2 separate regions of the Mus musculus genome follow, and region 2 is linked to region 1. Evidence: chromatin contacts called from public Hi-C data. All regions are on one chromosome and are shown on one strand. Each heading gives the region's core, a stretch centred on a gene start, on an enhancer-like site or on the middle of the called end of the contact. The rest is flanking DNA. Distances are from core to core; before and after follow the strand shown. Region 1 has its middle 18 kb from the start of Gm14268. Region 2 has its middle 15 kb from the start of Gm30908.

The links. A called contact is a pair of places that touch in the nucleus more often than the background predicts.
Region 2: a Hi-C map of uterus shows a contact between it and region 1, with 1.8 times the contacts expected there. The contact joins two enhancer-like sites. A contact is called at or near these places in 1 of 484 Hi-C or Micro-C datasets (uterus) and 1 of 9 other capture datasets (embryonic stem cells).

What each region holds. Positions count from the first base shown.
Region 1 is chr2:166,368,292-166,375,415 of GRCm38.p6, forward strand. No RefSeq gene overlaps it. Among named protein-coding and RNA genes, the nearest start is that of Gm14268, 18 kb to the right of the region's middle. Within about 2 kb of position 2,915, at least 7 of the 459 cell types and tissues checked have an H3K27ac peak or open chromatin away from gene starts, as enhancers often do. A contact at or near this core is called in uterus, where this site is marked.
Region 2 is chr2:166,483,287-166,490,410 of GRCm38.p6, forward strand. No RefSeq gene overlaps it. Among named protein-coding and RNA genes, the nearest start is that of Gm30908, 15 kb to the left of the region's middle. Within about 2 kb of position 2,700, at least 28 of the 459 cell types and tissues checked have an H3K27ac peak or open chromatin away from gene starts, as enhancers often do. A contact at or near this core is called in uterus, where this site is marked.

The sequences.
Region 1 (7,124 bases), core at 1,665-4,164:
TCTTTCCCAGCTATTGGCTGTCAGATCTTTATTTTTAACCAATCAGCAGCAAGACAATCTCTGATACAATTGTCTCTAGGCATTAAGGGCAGTTCGCCCTTCAAACATTTGATCAAGTGAGAAAGGGCTAGCGTTTACAAACGCTTACAAATGTAAGCCCAGGGATGGGCCATAGAAATGACAGTACCAATATCCTGAAAGTACTTAGCTCTCTACTAGTACAGAATTAACAATTGAAAATGCAGAGACTCACCTTCCCACGATGTACAAAAGGTTATCCCAACAGTCTCTCTGTGGACTCTGGGCTCCCTGATTAGCTAAGGCTGGATGACCACTGAGCCCCAGGGATCCGCCCATCTCCTCCCCATGGCTGGCATTTGGCTGCAGATGTGGGTCCTGAGTATGAGATTAAGGTACTGCTTGTCTCCAGGATCTTGAAGCTGACATCTCTGCTGGCAAGTTTTTATGTCAACTCGACACAGCCCAGAGTCACCCGAGAAAAAGAAGCCGAAACTGAGAAAATGCTCCCGTTAGATTGGACATTAGGCAAGTCCATGGGACATTTTCTTGACTGATGATTTATGAGGGAGGGTCCAGCTCCGTGTGAGTGATAGCATCCCTGTAAGAAAGCAGGCTGAGCAAGCCATGGGGAGCAAGCCAGTAAGCAGCATCCCCTCCATGGCTTCTGATTCAGTTCCTGTTTTGAGTTCCTGCCCTGACTCCCTTCAGGGATGGAACTTGACCTGAGCATTGTAAGCGGAAAGAAACCCTTTCCTCCCCAAGTTGCTTTTGGTCCTGGTGTTTTATCATCACAATCGAAACTAAACTAAGACAGGGTCCTCACAGATCCAGGCCAAGCTTCCAAGCATACGAATAAAGCAACAGACTCCTTTAGTCAAACAAAACCCCCATCTGTGGGAACAGAACAAGTCTACCCTGAGCTGTGAGATTAAAGGAAGAAAAGGACACATTGCGAACATCCCAACGTCCTGTCATCTTAGCTCTCCAAAAGTGTCTGTTGTATGTGTGAAGAAAGAGATTTTGGAGTCAGAAACACACTATACTAGACTCTACCAAGACAGGCTTTTCCCAGATCAATTTTCTTTCAATATCAAGCTTGTTGAGGAGAAAGCCCAAATTTAGTGCTAATATATTTTAGTCAATTTCTCAACCTTTGCTACCATTCATAAAACAAGAGGTCACTTCTTCAACCTTGGGGCTCTGTGATATTGGTATTAAATTTCAACTTGACCAGTCTGGAGTCACCCAGGAGACACACCTCTAGGCATGCCTGTGGGGGATTAGTGAGCCTCTGAGAGTGCCCTTGAGGGATTCTATTCATTAGTTTAATGGAGATGGGGAGACACACACTAAAAGTGGATAGTGGGCAGCGCCATTCCCTAGGCTTGGATCGCAGATGCGTCTGTGTAAAGAGGAGGAAGCCAGGTGAGCACAAGCCGTTCATTGTTGCTCTCTTGCTTGGGACTGCAGACGTCATATGACCAGTCGCTCCAAGCTCCTGCTGCTCAGACTTCCCACATGACAGACTGCATCTTGAGCCATGTGCCAAAATAAACTCTTCCTTCCTTGAGCAGCGTTTGTCAGTGTTTCCTTACAGGAATAGAAAGGCAACGAAGATGGTCCCTATGGGGAACAGCACGAAGCTAGAATTACCACCTGCCCTTCTTCTCATTGATTCTGGTTCCCTTACTAGAAGGTTAATCTGGCTTTGTTTATGCCCCCCCCCCCCCCGTCTCACAATTAAAATGTATCAACTGTTATGCTGTGAATATGAAACTTCCCCCACAGACTCGTGTATCTGAACACATTATCCCCCATGTTGGACTTTTGAGACCAGTGGCCCCGCTGGAGGCCCTGACTGTGAAGTTATGGCCTGGCTTTGTTTCTGGCCCTTCTTTCTGCCTCCTGGCTCACTAAGATGTGAGAAATAGCCACCTCTTGTTTCTGCTCTAATGGGCAGTACCACCCTAGACACAGTGCCCTCCCTCCTGTGATGGGCTGTGTCCCCAAAAACGGATGAGCCTGAGAAGGCCTTCCTCCCTCAGGCCATTCCCGTCAGGCGTTCTGTCATGGGGAACAAGAAAGGTAGCTAGATCCCCTGTCACGCGCTACAGTCATGACCATTTCAGACCATGGGCTGGTCTGTGCACCTCCATTGCTGCACCTCCCATTGGAACTGGCCAGTCAGTCACATAGCCCTGACTCAGGACAATCCTGTCACCACACTCCTTAGGATCCTTAGGAACAGAACTCCTTCCTATGCATTGAGGCCTATTTCACCACAGATAGAGTTACTGGAAAGATCAGAAGGTCTATACTCCTCCAAGTCTCAAACTCTCAGCCCAAGGGCTGGCACGTGTGAAAGAATGGTACTCTGTTCTTGGGCACAGAATCAGAGCTTGGGGACCCATAGCTCCCTTCTAAAGTGAAGGCAAGATGCATTCTTTCAGAGACTTAGGGTGGACATTGTGTGATTAGGAGAGAAGCCAGCAGCCTCTTCATACTGTCCCACCCCACACACCAATACAACTTCTGCTCGCACCCATGGAATCACCTTCTCTACTCTATTACAGGATGATTGACAAGGCTGACCCCACCCCATGACTCACCACAGGCCAACAGAACCATGCATCGCCTGCTTGGGAGGCTGGCTCGGGACAAGTGTGTCATTGTGGGTGCCAGGCACGCCACATCATGCATCTGTTCACCTCAGGTGGTTTGGTGTCCTCCCTGCAGTCAGCAGTTGGGCATATTAATTCTAAAAACATGGCTGTGTCAGGAGATCAGGGTTCCGTGGTGATTTCTATCCATGTTGTTACCAGATGTGAGCAGATGACTGGTAATGCTCCATGTGCAGGCGCTCCCAGCTCGTTTATCAGCAGAGCATCCCTGGAAGGGAGCACGAGGTCGATCTTTGTTTGCAGGCAGAGAAACCAGGGCACAGACGGATGGAACAAACATCCCAGGGCTCCATCGCTAAGTGCTGAATCAGAGATTCAAACTCAGCAGCATGGCTGGGAATGAGCCTCAACTGGCCTGTGACCTGGTTCTGAGACCCACAAGCAGCCCAAGATCCTTAACCTGAACACCTGGTAAGGTACCATGACACCCTCTGAACAGGGGTTTCTATCTTTGCAAATTCAGGCATCCTGCACAATAGAGTGGTACCTACCTTGGAAGTTTGACTGAAAATGGCCCCCAGAGGCATATATATTTGAAAGTTTACTCACCAGGACCCTGATATGATCAGAAGGATCAGGATTCTCTCTCTCTCTCTCTCTCTCTCTCTCTCTGCCTGTGAATCAGGATGTACCTCTCACATAGCTCTACTGGCCCAGTGTTCCCTCTATGACGATGCTAGACCAACCCTCTGAAACTGTAAGCAAGCCCACAGCTAAATGCTTTCTTTTTTAAGAGTTGCCTTGGCCATGGTGTCTCTCCACAGCAATAGAACAGTGACTACTTGTAATCCCCATTCACTAGGCAAAGGCGGGAGGAAAGTTCAGAAGTTCAAGGTCACCTTTGACAGTACAGTGAGTTGGTAGCCAGTCTGGGCTAAAGGAGACCTTGTCTCAATAAACTAAACAACCAACAAAATTTCCTCAACCTCTTACAGGGTCTTGACATGGCCCCAGGGTGGGTGTACATCCCATTAGGAAGTCTGTCCTCTGAAGAATAGGAGAGTAAAATCCTGAGCCTATGAAACTTAAGCCTGCAGCTGAGGGTGGTGGAGCCTGAGATGGGGAACACAGCTCCTCAAGAGAGAGTCTCAGAGATGGCGATGGCTCCTCCCACATGAGGGCGGGGCTAGAATTCTGTCTCTCTATTCATCAGAAGTGATGTTCAATACTCTGCTCCTGCCCTCACGGGAAGTGCTCCCTGCCTACCCCACCTGCCACCCCTGGATCCTGGGAGAGCTCCCCCTTACCTTGCCCACCTCAACTGCGGCAGAGGGGAGGCCATGGAAGTGTCCCTTGGCATCACATCGGGGGTAGGAGATGCAGGCACTGTGGCTTGCCAGGTTGCCCTTGCTGAGGGCCTGGGATGGAGGGCTCAAGGGCAACTGCGAAGTGAGTGCATCACTAAGTAGAACTTGAGAAGTCCAGAGTCCTTGAGAGGCTCAGGAATGAGATGTAGTCAAGCCGGGGGGGGGGGGGGGGTGGGCTTTGAATGTCTGAACTCAGTGGTACAGGAGAGTAGCTGTAGGCCATCACCAGCTCGGATGCTAATGTCCTCAGAAGATCTGAGAATGAGGCCCAGCAGAACACCCTGAAGTCCTGCCCATCTCCTTCATTGGAAACAGAGCTTCCAGTTGAGATGGACACATGGCTTCTGAGAAGGAGATGTTGCCCAACCTCCCTTCTTAGGTCAACTCCATCCCATCAGTTTTATGTGAGGAATATGTGCCTTTGTGCACTGGTTGGATGCCTCCTTCTGGGTCCCTGGGGATATGGACACTCTGACTGGTATTCAACAGCTACCTTGTATCTCGAAGCAGCCATGAGGAGGGAGGCCATCCATGCTGTAGCAGAAGTACTGGAAAGGTGTGTGACGTTTGACCTAACAGAGCTTCAGGAATAGGTAAGGACACTCAATTCTCAAAACCGCCTTTGAGTGACAGAATATAAACATACTCTCATGCTTAAGTCACCGTCACATTGAATTTTCTTGTTGCAGTAAATCTCCAACCCAAAAAGTGTGGGTAAAGAAATCACAACTCAATTAATAGGAATATAAGTTACACCCCTAGATTGGGCAGATCTACTGCTACACTACTATATTCCCCTTCTATGAGATCCCATATAACTTGGGGTTTCTCCAGGCCACCTGCTTCTGCTCCATTGTCCCTCCTCCTCCTCCTCTTCCTCGTCCATCTTCCTCTCTCCCCTCCTTTCTCCCTCAAACTTTTCAGCTCCACCTTCCCTTCTACTGTCCAATCACCAGCTCGAGCCTTTATTTGACAAATTAAGGTGGGGAGAAGGTTCACAAGAAGGCGCCTGTATATGTAAATTACTCTTCATATGCAACCCCTCCAGGGAAAGCAGAATTAGCATCAAAATACAAGACCAGGGCTATCCACAACATTCTCTGAGTTCTATCCCTACTAATAAAGAACCACATAATTTATGAGATTGATTGGATGGGAAGAAATTTCACCAGTTGAGCAATACTTACTGCTTATAGATCAAGTCTTTCATGGTCATGGTCAACCTGCCCCAGGAATCACAGGCTCCTCCGGGACCTCACATTCTCATCACATCCACTATTTACCAATCTCCTAGAGCTCTCTGGATGATCCCTGTCTACCCTCAGGACCAGCCAAGTACCACCCCTTTACTCTGGCTACTATCCGGGTGGACTAACTACAAGCCTTGTCTGTTGCTGTTTTCTGTGGGGGCATTGGGCTATGTACAGACAGGCTGGTCTCTAGTCGACTTGAGAGGTAGAACCCCGGTAGATCCTGGTGGTGATAATTCACCTACATAGGATGGAAGGCATTCCCTCATGTCTCCTGGACCCCTGGCTCCTGTCAAAGTTACCACCCCTACAGCCCCCACAAGAGAAGCGTGGCTAGTAGTCATGTAGACAATGTCCCAAGCTTCTGACCTTCAGGCTATACTCCTCCCCAGTTACCTAGCAACAACAAGATGACAAGCATACTATAAGAGGGGCTGCTTGGCCCCACCTCACTCTCTTACTCCCCTTACTCTCTAACCTCTTACTCTCTAGCCTTTCTTCTCTCTTTCTCTTTGCCCCTTCTCTCCTCTTGGCCATGTCCAGTCTCAGTCTCTCTCTCTCTCTCTCTCTCTCTCTCTCTCTCTCTCTCTCTCTCTCCTTCTCTCTTTCCCCCTGCCTTTCTACAATAAAGCTCTAAAACCATATACTGTCTCTGTTCATCAAGGACCAGACTAAGGATTCTTGCCTGGGTGGGAACCTCTCTCCCTCTGCCCTCTCTTTCTATATCTCTGGGGCCTGGTGCTGCTCTGGGACCCCTATTCTGTTCTCATCTCTGCAGTATTCAGCATGAGATGCCAGATACTGAGAACCTGGTACGGGGGCTGCCTCTTGTCCACCCCCCACTGAGTGGGGTCAGTGGCTTCACACAGCCAGATGCCCACTCGGGGCTGAGTGGAAAGCGTCCAGCAGTCCTACTGCATCCACCTGCCCAGAGCACAGGGACTCTGGCTGGATGCAGGCTCTCTCCCTTCCCCTCTTCCCCTACACCCCCACGCCCCACAATTTTCCATACTTGTCCAGCATCTGTTCCCCCAGCCATTGCCACTCCCATGACTATAGCAATGTCTGGATTTTCTGCAGAAGCACCCTTAGGGTCTGTGCCCATATGTCAGATGTGTTAGAGGTGCTTAGCAAGGCACTCCACTTCCCTCTTTGTAACACAGGTCTTGTATATAGAAGGCTTTTCTGAGCATTTGCAGAGCTGACTTCCAGAGGGCTCTGCCTTAGCTGGTCCTGGCTGGGACCCTCCACCAAATGCACCAGTATGAGGAACATCCACTCCAGCCAACAGAAGATAGAACTCAACTTCACCCTAATCCATGCAAGTCGGGGGCTTCGCTGGAAAGTTTCATGTGACACAAAACATACCCTTTGCCTACTCTGTTCCATGGCCTGGCATGCTTGTCCATCTCCCCAGTCAGACCTTCCCCACAGTTTACAGAGCACTTTGTGGGCATGCCTGCCAGCCTCTCTCTCACTGTGCCTGCCCCCTGGCTTCTGTGGCCTCTGCCATGTGATCTCTTAGCTGCTTTCTGAACTGCCACCATGTATAATCTTAGGGTCACCTCTTCTCTCTGCCCAGAAGTCTCAGGCAAATGTCACCTCCTTTGTAAGACCTCCACTCACCTGCTCAGTTAATGGGTACCCCTCTGTTCTATGATTCTCTCTCATACATGCCGCAGTCTGAAATTGTGACCCATCTTCCTTCTAGAACACCAGCTCTGCCCCTGCAACTGAGCCATGAGGTCCCTAAGCTAAGCTGACTCTTCTCCAGAGAGGTTTCCTCGGTGCCTCCCTACCCTTTAGCTGTGCCCTCCACATGACCTTCCTGGCAGGTGAGAGGATCAAATGCACATTGACCATGG
Region 2 (7,124 bases), core at 1,450-3,949, 110 kb after region 1:
AAATTATTTGCTCACTGACAGTGGCCTAAATTTGGCAGCAGCCTCAGCAGCATCTGTAACAAACCGGAGCCAGGTTGCCACACTTGATGGGGACAATTCCAGGCATGTCTCGACAGCCCGAGGATGTAAGGATAAAAATTACACCAGCCTCCAGCCGTGGCCGTAAGAGGAGTCTTGGCAGAGGAGGACGTGCAACTAAGAAGAAAAGTAAGGCGCTCTTGCCATGAAAACCTGGCTTGATTTAGCAAGCGCTCAAAAGCTCCTTCAAATGAGGTCACAGGCTCCCTGGGGAAAGAGCTACATCTAAGGAAGAGCAGCTCTCCCCCCTAACAGTCCTGAAGCTACATTGTAGATACAATTTCAAAATTCATTTCCACTGTAGTCCAAACTTAAAATGAAAGTCACAGATAGTATAATCTATATAGTTTTTTAAGATTTGCTTTATTATTTTATGTGCGTGTGTCTGCCAGTAGGGGGCATCAGATCTTTTGGTGATGCAGTTACAGACCTCTGTGAACCACCCAACACTGGCACTGGGAACCAGATTCCAGCCCCCACCCCTGATAGAGCAGCTAAGCGTACTGAAACTCTGAGTCATCGCTCTGGTCCCACACATGATCCTTTTGGTTCTGTTTTTTAAATTTGATGTCCAGGCTATAACATAAGAAGAAATATAAGGGAAAATAGAATAGTCGAGGTAATTTCAATGTGACAATGTCTCTCTTCCCACATGCAAATGCCCAGGCACAAGTGCCCATGAAGAACAGGTCAGCTTCCTGACCAAGACCAGTGACTAGTGTGTTGAGTTGGTCTCTCAAATGCCAAGTGTCATGGCTGCTGTTAGCATTCCTTCTAAGCTCCGCCCAACAATTACCTAGCAACAGCCAGTAGGCCTGGCTTCCTATAAAAGGGACAGATGGGCCTCTCTGACTCTGAACCCTGATTCCCTTTGCCCTCCTTAACACCTTTCTCTCCCCGACCCTCACATGTTCTTGGCCTGGCCAGCCTCTTCTCCTCTTCTCTCTCTCTCTCTCTCTCTCTCTCTCTCTCTCTCTCTCTCTCTCTCTCTCTCTCTCCATCCCCTCAACTCTCCTTCCCATGCCTCCAAATGAACTCTATTCTGTACTAGACCTATCATATGGCTGGTACCTAGGAATGGAGGGGAGGGATGCCTCAGCATAGGCTGGCTGAGGTACCCCCTCCCACCTCACCATACTGTGCTCCATAAAACATATCCTTTTTATAAAAGCACATCAGCTGCTGAGATCACCTTAGCAAGGTTTGGAGGAAATCCAGGTGAAATGTTGCTTGCCAGTGTCCATGAGAATTCCTGGGGAGCAGCCATGTTTGCAGAGACTGTGGCTGTTTAGCACTGTGGTGACTTGGAGAGGTTGGAACCAGGCAGGTTCCAGAGCCGATTACCTGACCTTGGGCTAGATCTAGCCATCTGTGACAGCCATTCCTTGCCCATCTCTGTGTGTGGACTAACAACTTGTGGCTAGTAGATAAAAAACTTGGGATCTACTAACTTAGCAGACTACTGGATTCCACGAATCCAAACGCTAGCAATGTCATCAGACACATCTGAGACCTCTAGGACAGCTCCCCCCATCTCTCTGCAGCCATCTGTCTGATGTACCCACCCGTGCACTCTAGCCTTGATTTATGACTTTCTCTTTTCTGTAAAACCATAAAAACATCATGAAACTGCTTCTGCCTTGGACCATGGAATCTGGGATAACTCAAATCTGTGTTCCTTAGCCACGCTCACTCAAAATGGCTACAGAATAAACTATCTCACGTTCCCCTTAGGCTCAGAATTGTTTTGTTTTGTTTTGCATTGACAGTAAACACTAGAGTCACCACTGGCCTCCTTCCTGGTCCCCTGTCATGAGAATGACCTCCATCCACACCCCTGCTGCCACAGTCCAGCCGATCGTCCTGCCCCTCCACTCCTGGTGCCTAGTCTGATGCGGCAGACTGAACTTCCCTAGGACCACGGGCCAGAGCAAATCTTTCTTCCCCCATCTTCTGCAGGACTGAGATGTCGTCTGCTCACATCTTAGCTTCAGGGCTGGCAGAGGATGGAGATGCCTCGGGCTGTGATGTATCCCAGGAGCTTCTTCTGTAGCCAAGAGAGGACCAGGCTGAACACAGAGGTTGACAGCAGTGGCTGCTAGGAGCACACACGCACACACGCACACACACACACACACACACACACACACGGGCTCACATGACCAGTGGGTGGAGCTAGTTGGGAAGGTTCCAGGAACATGAGAAGGTGGGATGCAGCTGGATGACCTAGCCTACTCTGGGACAGTCCTGGGACAGTCCTTTGCTGCTTAGTCCTTTCCCTCTCTGTGGATGAAGATACCCTCAACTGCACACACCCAGTGCCGCATCGCTCCCCTGGGTGTGTGGACCCAAATGACCCTGGACTGACTTCCCCTAAGCCAGGAGCCAAAGTAGCAACGTTTTAGTGGAGAGATGCTTAATGGAGGAACGATTTGTTTCAGCTCATGGCTTAAGACAGCCCAAGATAACTTTAGCTCTCAGTCAGCAAATTCCATCTTTCCACAGTCCGATGTTTTATTTAGCCAAGGTCAAATGGTCTGCAGGCTCCTCAGGATAGTTGTGGCTTCTCAGGAGAACTTCAGTTCCAGGGCTCAGATCCTTGCAAGCAAGATTTACTAACAGCTGGAAGCAGCTGGCAGGCCTCTCAGAACTAGAGCAGGATGCAAGTCTGCCTGGGGCACACCTGTCCCGGGCACTGGTGCAAGGTCACCCAGCACTAGCAGACCCTCCCACTGACTGCCTTCAGCTCCCTGATCCATCATTGCACCTCTGAAGAGGCAATACCCCGCTAGCTCCACACTGCCTACATGTGGCTGCCTAGTTCCACAGGTTGAGGCCTTCTAATGCCTGTCTGCTGAGTTCCTCTTGCCCTGTGCCTTTCTCTGGATAGTTTTCCACTCTGACCAGGATGAGGCGGGAAACCTAGAACACAGAGGCCTCCAGGGGCCTCCTGCCCCACTCCCAGGTATAAAGAACAGAATCCTCATTCCCTGAGTGAGCCAGACTCCTGAAGTCTGAAGGCTGCACACACACACACACACACACATGCATATCACATACACACACATGCATACCACACATCCACACTGATGCACACACACCCACACCTACACTGATGCACACACACATACACACACATGCATACCACACACCTACACTGATGCACGCACACACACATGCATACCATATACACACACACAATGCATACCATATACACACACACACATGCATACCATATACACACACACACACATTGCATACCATATACATAAACACACATGCATACCACACACCCACACTGATGTTCACACACATACACACACATGCATACCACACACCCACATTGATGCACACACACATATTCATACCACACACCCACACTGATGCACACACACATGCATACCACACACCCACACTGATGCACATACACATGTGCACAACACACACACATGCACACTGATGCACACACAGTGATGCACACACACACACACGTGTGTGAATGCACACATTGGGTGCTTCCTAATGGCTAGAAAACCTCCTTTCCCTCTCTATCCCTCTGTTGCAGAAACTCCCTCAGAGCTAACATGTCAGTCTCGAGGGGCTTGAGGCTCTCCACCAGAAGCTGCTTTCTCGGTATTTAACTGTGTCTGTGTGGGTCCCTGTGCACACGCTCACGTTCATAGGTATGTAGATTGCTCACATGTTATCTGTTACTAAGATACATCAAGACAACAATATTAATCACGATTTTAAAAAGCCTGTCAGTCTAACCTCATCTCACCGACTCGGTGCATTCTTATGTCCAGTCAAAGACACACACATGCACCAGGGTGGTCCCTAAGGACAGCATCTCCTAGAGACACTCTGTGTTAATGATAACACTGCCCCGTGGTGCTGCAGTGCTCCGAGATATTTTCAGATTCTATGATCAACTAGGATCAGCCACAATCAGGACTGGAATAAATATCTTTGAATATTTGTTATCCAAAGCATATGTATGCATACATATGCGCATATAGATGAGCCTCGGTTTCTATGGGACACTTTCCTAAAAATAGGGACTACTTGGGTGGAAGAATATGCGTATGTTTAACTTAGAGGTCGGTGGCTTCTGCCTGCAGCAAGATAAGACAGGGTTGGGATGAAGGAGCCATCTAACACTGCGTTGAAGGGATACGGAGAGCCTGCTGGCTGGGGAAGGGTCCTGGGAGTGTCCTGCTGAGGGAACACCACTAGGCAGAGAACCTGCAAAGGTACAGCAGGAACAGGGGACCAACAGGGGACTCCAAGCACAATAATAGCAGCAAGAGTAACAGCAGCTGAGACTGCGGAGCTGGCTCAGTCAGTAAAGCATTCGCCTTCAGACTGCGAGGACCTGGGTTCAAACCCTGAAACCAGACAAAAGAGTAAGAGCTGGACATGGTGGTCTGCCTGCACTTGTGTCTCCAGAGCTGCGGAGGCAGAGGCAGGCAAGCCTTGCTTCGAGTCTGTGACAGATGGCAGCATGCCAAGCAGCAAGGGTGAAACAAGGCTTGTGGCAGTGAGGCCAGCCGGTTGTTTCATTTTGAGGTGTACAATGGCCCAGCCCATCTGGAGAGCTCCAGAGTGCTGTCTCAAAGCAGCACAGTGGACAGCCTTTCAGAGGACAACCTCTGAGTTTGTCTCTAGTCCTATGTGTACATGTGTGCATATTCGAGCTTGTGCGCGCGCATGCGCGCGCGCGCGCACACACACACACACACACACACAGAGAGTAACCACGGTGCACTGCAGCCCTCCCTGGCTCCGACAGGGTGCTAAGCATTTGAGCAAAGCAGAGCTCAGTAGCCTCATGGGAGAAGCAGATGATTCTCCCTGTTTTCCTGAGGAGGAGGAGGAGGAGGAGGAGGAGGAGGAGGATAGGACATGGAAAGGCGACAACACCCAGTGGCGGTCACTTAGCCTGGGCTTCCCCTTTACCTGTGATGAGAAGCCCCATGGAAAGGAGGCTCACCTCCAAGTCACCCCAGACCCCCACATGGAGCTGTGCCTGCAGGTCACACGGATCAGGCGCAGTATGACAGTGACATGTCCAGTGCCAGCCCCAAGCCACGTCCCTTCTCAGAGCTTCATACAGACTCTTCCCAGCAGCCCTACAAGAAGCCAGCTGATTGTCACCATGGGGCAGAAGAGGACCCAGATACCAAGAAGTTAGGTCATCAGTGAGGCTGTGGGTTAGTGAGCAGCTGAGCCTGACCTGGTCACCTGATCCCAGATCCCTGCTCTTCTGTAACATGCATGTGCGTGCACAGTCCAGCACTCACAGAGCGTCCCTGCTCATGTACGTCAAGTGTGCACACATACAAGCATGCATGTGCATTGGTCGCTTATGTGCAGGCACTCGTATAAAGGAGGATATGGACCTAGTTGGCAGCTTTAGGCGGGACCACAGGGTAAGTCCGTTGTCAAGCTTCAAGTGGGAACACTTGGAGCGGGTGAGCACCGTGAGCCAAGTGTTAAAATTACAGAGCTCAGGATCCCGGGCTGCCCACAGCCACCGCTGGGTCTGTCCACAAAACTGTCTATGCCTGTGGGTCCCTCATCTGCAAACCCAGCCACAGCTTGGCCCTCTCCATGGCTCTGGAGGGCACAGTGAGGGGACACCCATGAAGCCCTGAGATCCAAGCCAGGCACGCAGTGAGTGCTCAATATGTACAGAATTAGTAAATTCCCACAAACACAAGGTTCCCCTGACTCCCGGCATCAGGCAGACACTGTGCACCTCGGCAAGCAGCCCTCCCCTGCCCCTTGTTTGAAAGTCTCATTGATCCGGGCATCCAATGAAATGTCACCGTCAGCTAGAAATCGCCTGCCTTTGTTATGTCCCCATGCTGGCTGATTCTATCGGAGCCTCACAATTATTTTCTTTGTCCCTCCTGTTCCTTCTCTGTGGGCATCAACACAGAACAACAGCTGCACCTGGCCCTGTGTTTTAATCACCTCAGGAATGTGCAGGAAACTGTGTGGGTTGGGGACGTGGCCCCAGAGGGGCAAGTGGTTGAGCTGAGAGGAAGGCCCAGGAACAGGAGTGAGAGGCAACCAGGGGTGGAGTGGGGGAGTGGGAACATTGGGAAAGCTCCCACAGTCTGGGAGAAGTTAAAAGGGGAGTGGGGGGGTTGGGCAGGCTTTCCAATGGGACATTTCCAGAGCGGGGGGTGGGGGATGTCCCTTCCAGCAGCAAATTGAAGTTGAGATGGAACCCGTTGAGTTAACTCTGCCCACCAGGGCCTTCCAGGCACCAGTCTGCAGCCCCGCCTTCCCTCCCCACGTGACTCCATTTCCCCACTTGTCACCTTGGCCTTACTGCTTCTAAAGCATTCCCACACACTGGACCTCTTCTTACGAGCCACACGCTGGCTGCTCTCTGCCCTGGTCTCCTCATCCTCCCTCCCCACACGCAGGTGTCTGTCCTCAATCTGGGAGGGACAGACGGCTTTCTCTTGGGCCACTGTGACAGAGGGTCTGTGGCCATCTGTTTTCTCTAACTGTGTGATTGTTAACCTCCCTCCCCAACTATACTGACTACAGTCACAAAACAGGCACGCTCAGCGCCATGTTTCCAGGAAGGTTTGCCTGAGGGAAAGTCTTTCTCCGTCTCCTGAATGTGACTGGTCGCCATGCATCTTCCCACAGTGATGGACTACACCTCTTCTTCACTCTTAAACGAAAATAAATCCTTCTTTCCCTGAGTGTCTTCTGTCAGTTTTTTTCTCTCAGCAACATGAAAAGCACCAGTAGAGAAATTGGTGCTGAGGCCTGGGGTCCTGCGGTCACTGCTGAGGCCTGGGGTCCTGCAGTCACTGCTGAGGCCTGGGGTCCTGCAGTCACTGCTGAGGCCTGGGGTCCTGCAGTCACTGCTGAGGCCTGGGGTCCTGTGATCACTGCTGAGGCCTGGGGTCCTGCAGTCACTGCTGAGGCCTGGGGTCCTGCAGTCACTGCTGAGGCCTGGGGTCCTGCGGTCACTGCTGAGGCCTGGGGTCCTGTGGTTATTACTATGGGAAAGGAGC